Regions from separate parts of the Oryctolagus cuniculus genome. Here region 1 is linked to region 2. The links are chromatin contacts, called in public Hi-C maps. All regions are on one chromosome and are shown on one strand. The core of a region is the stretch at or near the end of the contact, and the rest is flanking DNA. Distances in the headings are between cores, read along the strand shown.

Region 1 (3,554 bases), core at 394-2,893, 300 kb before region 2:
CCTACTTTTGGCTACCTTCTTGATTCAGGCAGGCAATCCAAATTAGGTCAACCAAAAGCCCTTCTCAGTACTACTACTAAAATCATGGCTAGAGGCACCTTGTTCATTGAAATCCATAGTTGTGAGAATGATGGAGACCTTCAGTGCTGATGCTACCATGGAGAGAAAGAGCAAAGCTAAGAATGAAGCCAACAGTTAAGCCGAGCCAAGACACAGAGAGAGCAAGCAAGCATGAAAGAGAATGGCCTGGTGACACCTTCTGAACCCCTGGATACAGCTATGCCTGAAGCCTGCACAACTTAAGGATCCCAGTCATGTTAGACAAGAATCCAGCTTATATGAGATTTCTGATGCTTGCAACCGAGATAATTCTAGCTAATAAACTTGATTCAAAGGAAATTCTCCGGGACCAGAGCCATGGTGCAGTAGGTTAATTCTCTGCCTGCAGCGCTGGCATCCCATATGGGTGCCGGTTCTAGTCCCGGCTGTTCCTCTTCCAATCCAGCTCTCTGCTGTGGCCTGGGAAAGCAGTGGAAAATGGCCCAAGTGCTTGGGCCCCTGCACCCACGTGGGAGATCGGGAAGAAGCTCCTGGCTCCTGGTTTCAGATCAGTGCAGCTCCAGCCATTGCAGCCATTTGGGGAGTGAACCAACGGAAGGAAGATCTTTCTGTATGTCTCTTCCTCTCACTGTCTGTAACTCTACCTCACAAATAAAACACACACACACACACACACACACACACACAAAGGAAATTCTTCTTCATGGGTTGTCCTTGTGGAATTCTAGGAGTTTCTTTCTGAAAATAATCCTAACAATTAGAAATTTTTTCTTCCTGGAGCCAGCATTGTGCTACCTGCTCCTATATGGGTGCTTTTTTTGTGTCCCAGCTGCTCCACTTATGATCCAGCTCCATGACAATGGCCTGGGAAAGCAGCAGAAGATGGCCCTGGTGCTTGAGCCCCTGCACCCATGTGGGAGACCCAAAAGAAAGTACAGGTTCCTGACTTCAGCTTGACTCAATCCTGGCCATTGTAGCCAACTGGCCAGTGAACCAATGGATGGAAGATCTCTCTCTCTCTCTCTCTTTCTGTAGCTTTCAGATAAATGAATCTTTAAAAAAAAGTTTTTTTTTTCTTCCTATGACACTCCTGCAAAAAATCAGGGCTTAATATTATGCCCCTTCTACCTTCTGCATCAACCGGACAGCCAGTCAGGGCTGCCACCAAAACTCCTGTAATAAATATTAAAGTTGCTGACCAGGAGGCGGAAGATAGTCTGTTATTATCAAAGACATACTGTGCGGCAAGTCCCATGAGCCTCTGAAACTGCCCCGAGAGGTACTGAACATTGCACGGTCAGAGGAGCCCTGGAGCCCTGGGCTTGCACAGGAGGGCTACACAGGGTGCACAGGAGGAGGGGCTCACAGGTCAAAGTAGACAGGGTCAGCGTTCATGTGTGTGTGTGCAAAGCCACTTCCACAGGTTGCTGTGGTTCAGAATGGCAGGGACTAAGAAAAACGAAGTTCATCGGGTACAGTCAGCAAGTTGTTTGTTATTCTTTCAGAGCAAGGGTGGAGAGTTGACTTCAACTCATGTGCCAAGTACGGTCCACGGCCAGATGCCAAGGTTCAGCATGAAGACAGCCCTGACAATCTGCCAAGTCCACCACGAAGCGGGCAGGGAAGGGGGAATGTGAATTATGTATTTGTTATTCCAGTTGGGACTCTTCGATTTTACCCTCGGATGAAGCAGGGCCGAGAGACAAATGCACAGCTGGACTGCACTGAGGTGTGTTACCCCTTTGCCTACATCGAGGGGGAGCCCAGCTACTCCCTGACTACAGGGATGGTGCCTGCTGCGCTGTCTGCTCTCTTCTCCATGAGCACCCTGAAGACGTCTCCCTCCATCTTCTTCTGAGTATCCAGGGTGTTTTATCTTCAGCCGCCGTGCGCTGTGACCGAGAGGGTTATGAGGCGAGACTGCTGGACTTGCTAGCAAATGACAGGCTCTCACCCATGCACAGGGGTCTCCTCCTCCCTCTGATGTCATCCTACGTGTTCATCCCCACCGCCTTCCTCCCTCCATTTTCTGAATCTCATTGGAAAATGTTCAGTTCAGGAGCCTCTGAAGAAGGCAGGCACAGGCCGGCGCCGCGGCTCACTAGGCTAATCCTCCGCCTTGCGGCACCAGCACACCGGGTTCTAGTCCTGGTCGGGGCACTGGATTCTGTCCCGGTTGCCCCTCTTCCAGGCCAGCTCTCTGCTGTGGCTAGGGAGTGCAGTGGAGGATGGCCCAAGTGCTTGGGCCCTGCACCCCATGGGAGAGCAGGAGAAGCACCTGGCTCCTGCCTTCAGATCAGCGCAGTACGCCGGCCGCAGCGCGCCAGCCGTGGCGGCCATTGGAGGGTGAACCAACGGCAAAGGAAGACCTTTCTCTCTGTCTCTCTCTCTCTCTCTCACTGTCCACTCTGCCTGAGAAAGACAGAAAGACAGAAAGACAGAAAGAGAGAGAAAAAAAAAAAAAAAAAAAGAAGGCAGGCACAAAGACCGGATCGCAGCAATGAAAACAGTGGAAACCAAACCCTCCTAAGATGGCGAGCGGAAGCCAGTTTTACAAACGCTGCCTTCTGGGACAGTCATTGTGAGAAAGCTGCGAGTGTGCCTGTGGACAGGGTGGTAGCCTTGGGCCCAGAATAGCTCGGGCCAAACTGCCAAGTCAGCAGGTATCTCAGCCCTCCCTCCCTCGTCTCGCTGTGCTGCTTCCTACCCACCCGAGCACCCCCCACCGCCTTAGGTAGCTGGTGTCCTCCGGTCTATTCCCGAGCATCCACACCGTGCTCTTTAGTACTACTGGGTGCTCTCCCTTCCTCAACCTCTCCCACCAAGTCAAACCACCTAAAACCTCCAGAGGACCTTGTCCTTGACTCTTTCAGGGGTGGATAATACCGTAGCACCGTTCCTCTCCCAGAGACAGGGACTTTTTAACTCCATTTCCAATCCAGCTCCCTGCTAATGGCCTGGAAAAGCAGCTGAAGGTGGTCCAAGTACTTAGGTCTCTGCCACCCATGTGGGGAGCCTGGAAGAAGCTCCTGGCTTGTGAAGAGGGAAAAAGCCACAGGAATAATTCACTAATGGTGGGTATACGCAGGTACTTCAAAAAGTCTGGTGTAGCAGCTAAGATACGTAGCGCCCGTATGGGAGTAGCTGGGTTCAAGTGTGAGCTCCACTTCCAGTTCCAGCCTCCTGCTATGTGCACTTGGGGAGGCAGCAAGTGGGCTTAAGTAGCTGGGTGCTGGCCTCCTACATGGGAGACCCAGACTAAGGAAGTTGAAATACGGTTGGTGGATGGCAAACCTACTATTGGCAGGGACACCTTGGAACCTGAATTGTCAGAAGGCATACAGGAAGACTGGACTGTGGGATGCTGGCAACCAGAACGGGGCCCACCAGGCTACGGGACACACGCATCTAATCCAAGTCCTCTCACTCATGTTCTTTTCATCTCGCTGCTGCAGTTTTCCCATGATCCATAAACATGGCATGGGACTGCCAAA
Region 2 (3,497 bases), core at 934-3,433:
GTGATTGGCAGGGAGGTGCACCCAGCGATGGGTCTGTAGCCGGAGGAGGTTGTGTGGAACCTGGATCCAGCCCGTTGAAGAGGGAGGGTGCCGAGGACAATGCGGGCCATGGAGATCAGGGCGGGCTTCCGAGCTCCACTTGTTGCAGGAGGAGGAGGAGGAGGAGGAGGAAGGCAATCCTGGTTCTTGTGTCACTTCCAAGAAGACGAAGAAGCATTTCCATGTGGACAGGGACAGTGAGCAAAATGAGATTTATTGATGCGAGACTCCTGCCACAGCAGTCAAGAGAGGGGCTCTAAGAAAGAAGTTGCCAGAAAAGCTTATGGGTGCCTGCGACTTTTATACACCGAGTGGCTCTCTCTGCAAATCAAACCTAGATGGAACCCGTCAGGGGAGGAGCGGAATAACGCAGCAGGCGGGGATTACAGCCCTGTCTGGCTTTGGAAACACTACGTGCCGTTAAGTGACCTCACTGCCTTCCACCTGACCTGACTGCCCCTTAGCCGGTCCAGCTGCTCACACCCCCGCCTCGTTCACCCTTGTCCGTGCATGTGCGCCCCCCGCCCGGAGAGGCCAGACAGAGGTTCAAATCAGGGAGCCCACCGGTCTTCCGCTTATCATTTTTATCTGTTTGCCTGTTGCCCTGAACTGAATGTTTGCATTTCCTGAGAAGTCAGCTGTTGAGACTCTAACCCCAATCTGACAGTTTTAGTAGATGGGGCCTTTGGAATATAATTTGGCTGTGAGGGTGCAGCCATCGCCATGGAGTTAGCGCCGTTATAAGAACAGACATGAGCTATCAGTTATCAAATATCCCTGCCACCCCACCATGTGAGGGAAGCAGGAAGAGACACAGGACCTGCTGGCACCTTGATCTTGGACTTCCGGCTTCCAAGACTGTGAGAATAAGTGGCTGTTGCTTAAGCTCCCCGCCTGTGGTGTGCTTGTTCCAGCAGCCACAGCTAAGACAGCTTATAAGAGCATTTGGAGAAGATGGGTGAACTCAGATCCCTCGGTTCTAGAATGTTCTCTGGCCTCAATTCAGAAACCCAGAGAATGATGAAAGCTGAGGAGAGGACCACTCTGAGGTGAGCAGGGAGAAGCTAGCGAAAGCGGCCCCAGCTGAGTCACTGAGCCTGTTTTCCATACAGAAACGGGGGTCCAGATGTTCTCATTTGGGGTGATTCACCCTTCCTTAAGGAGACATCCGAATATGGAAAGGGAATTTGGTTATCACAATGACGGGGTGACCTTGGCAAAAGTCTGAGATGCCAAACACCCCTCCCTCACTGCGCAGGGAGGGAGCCGCACCCTGAATCGCAGTGGAGCCCTAACTGAGAAGGCCGCCCTTGAGCAACCTTCCACGCTTCCCGGGATCATCTGCCCGTGCGTGGTGTTCACTGCCGGGCGGGAAAGCTGCTGGAGCCGGCACACAGCACGCGGGGCTCCCGTGCTCCCTCGGGACAACGAGGGATCTGTTCCAGGGGGCTCTGTTCCCGCTCGGGTCCTGCGTGGCAGCTGAGCTGTCCTTGCTGGCGAGAGATTTAACTGAATTCAGCCGAGGTGGAAATAGCAGACCGGTTGCTTCCAGGATCCGGTTTGCTCCAGTTCGAACCGCATGCTCAGAACCACTTGTGCAGGCAGGGCTTTGTCGTCCCGTGTGAAGCTGAGCAGCGCCCTCCCTGGGCCATTGTGGGAAAGTACACAGCTGACTGCTTTGAGAAGATGCGCTGGTCACAGGTGACCTGAGCAAACTGGCCGGCGCCCGCCCACGCAGGTGCCCTGTGAACCCTGGACAGAGGGTCCGGGCGGGGGGAAGGAAGCCGCACCCAGGGGTGCACAACTTGATGCGAGACTGAGGCCATACTTGCTCTCTTGGTCAGGCACAAGCTGTACAGCCGTGCCTGGTAGACTCTCTTGAGCTCTACCGTCATTTACATAGTCTCTCTCATTATCCGAGTACTTTAAGGTCTGACTCATTTTCACTCCTCTGGGAAGCCCTCTTGGATTGCCCCGCCCAGAAATCACTGGAAAATACCATTGTGTCTCTCATGGGTCACTGGCTACACGGTTCCTGTACCGGGAAATTTGGTCTCTAAGAAGATTACTGAAGGTGGAAACCTAATTTGACGAGACGTGCCCCCACTCCCGGCTGCTCCTAAGAATCCCGCTAAGCAGTTGTCATGGTAACAAACTGCTTCTCTCCTTGCTCTCTTGGAACAAAACTATCTGTGAAAGAGCGAGGAATAGCCGGCGCCGCGGCTCACTAGGCTAATCCTCCGCCTAGCGGCGCCGGCACACCGGGTTCTAGTCCCGGTCGGGGCGCCGGATTCTGTCCCGGTTGCCCCTCTTCCAGGCCAGCCCTCTGCTGTGGCCAGGGAGTGCAGTGGAGGATGGCCCAGGTGCTTGGGCCCTGCACCCCATGGGAGACCAGGAAAAGCACCTGGCTCCTGGCTCCTGCCATCGGATCAGCGCGGTGCGCCGGCCGCAGCGCGCCGGCCGCGGCGGCCATTGGAGGGTGAACCAACGGCAATGGAAGACCTTTCTCTCTGTCTCTCTCTCTCTCACTGTCCACTCTGCCTGTCAAAAAAAAAAAAAAAAAAAAAAGAATAAAAAAAAAAAAAAAAAAAAAAAAAGAAAGAGCGAGGAATGTGGCTCCCTGCATAGACTGGCAGTGAGACATCAGGCAAATGTTGAGGCCAAAGTCGTGACGCAGGGTCAGTTTGCTGTCCTTATACTTGGCCTGGACTGCTTTGGTCCACTCTCTGGGGTCATCGGCCAGCTTGCGCCCCACACCCCTGAGGCCCAGAGCAGGAAGCCCACTGTCTCCATCCACCCCTCTGAGGCCACAACAGCATTGTCCAGTGTCCCAGGACCATAAAAGCGCCCATGTGCTTACAGGTGGACGCCTTCACAGGTGAGCTGGTGGAGCCAGATTTATGAGTTGGAGAAAGAGATGTTTGGGATGGTTTTAAACAGCTTTGGCACTTCGCAGAGGTCCTGAACCACTTACAAACTGAAATGTAATACATGCCATCCCAGTGAATCTTCCAGAAAATGCCAGAAAAGGGTCATCATGGCTGAGAAACCCTACTAATTACTCAGCCCTCCTGTGTCGCATGCACTGGCTAGGTTCTGGACCCACAGCTGGGGATGAAGCCGACAGAGCCCTCAGGGTCCTCTCCAGCTAACAGCCCAGCCCCCTATTCCCAGCAGGTGGGAGGTGGGAGGGGGCTACACCAGGCACTCTGGGGACAGACTCTTCATCCCACATCTGTCTGCATCAGCATTGCCCTGGGAGCCCATCAGAAACGCAGACTAAGGCTCCTACCCGAACCATCTGATTTAGACACTGCCTGTTGGAGATAGCTTTGTAAATTATTTGTTTTATTACTTTTTTTTTATGTGACAGGCAGAGAGAAACAGACACATAGATGGACAGAGTCCCATGTGTTGGTTCACTCCCAGAATGTCCACAACAGCCAGCCAGGTCTGAG

The links. A called contact is a pair of places that touch in the nucleus more often than the background predicts.
Region 1: a Hi-C map of an unstated tissue shows a contact between it and region 2, with 5 times the contacts expected there. The contact joins two enhancer-like sites. A contact is called at or near these places in 3 of 6 Hi-C or Micro-C datasets (ear pinna, skin fibroblasts and an unstated tissue).

Annotation. Positions count from the first base shown.
Region 1 is chr7:104,787,775-104,791,328 of mOryCun1.1, reverse strand. All of the region lies in intron 2 of GNG12 (G protein subunit gamma 12), which reads right to left. Among named protein-coding and RNA genes, the nearest start is that of GNG12, 74 kb to the right of the region's middle. Within about 2 kb of position 1,643, at least 2 of the 8 cell types and tissues checked have an H3K27ac peak or open chromatin away from gene starts, as enhancers often do.
Region 2 is chr7:104,490,122-104,493,618 of mOryCun1.1, reverse strand. No RefSeq gene overlaps it. Among named protein-coding and RNA genes, the nearest start is that of DIRAS3, 33 kb to the left of the region's middle. Within about 2 kb of position 2,183, at least 2 of the 8 cell types and tissues checked have an H3K27ac peak or open chromatin away from gene starts, as enhancers often do.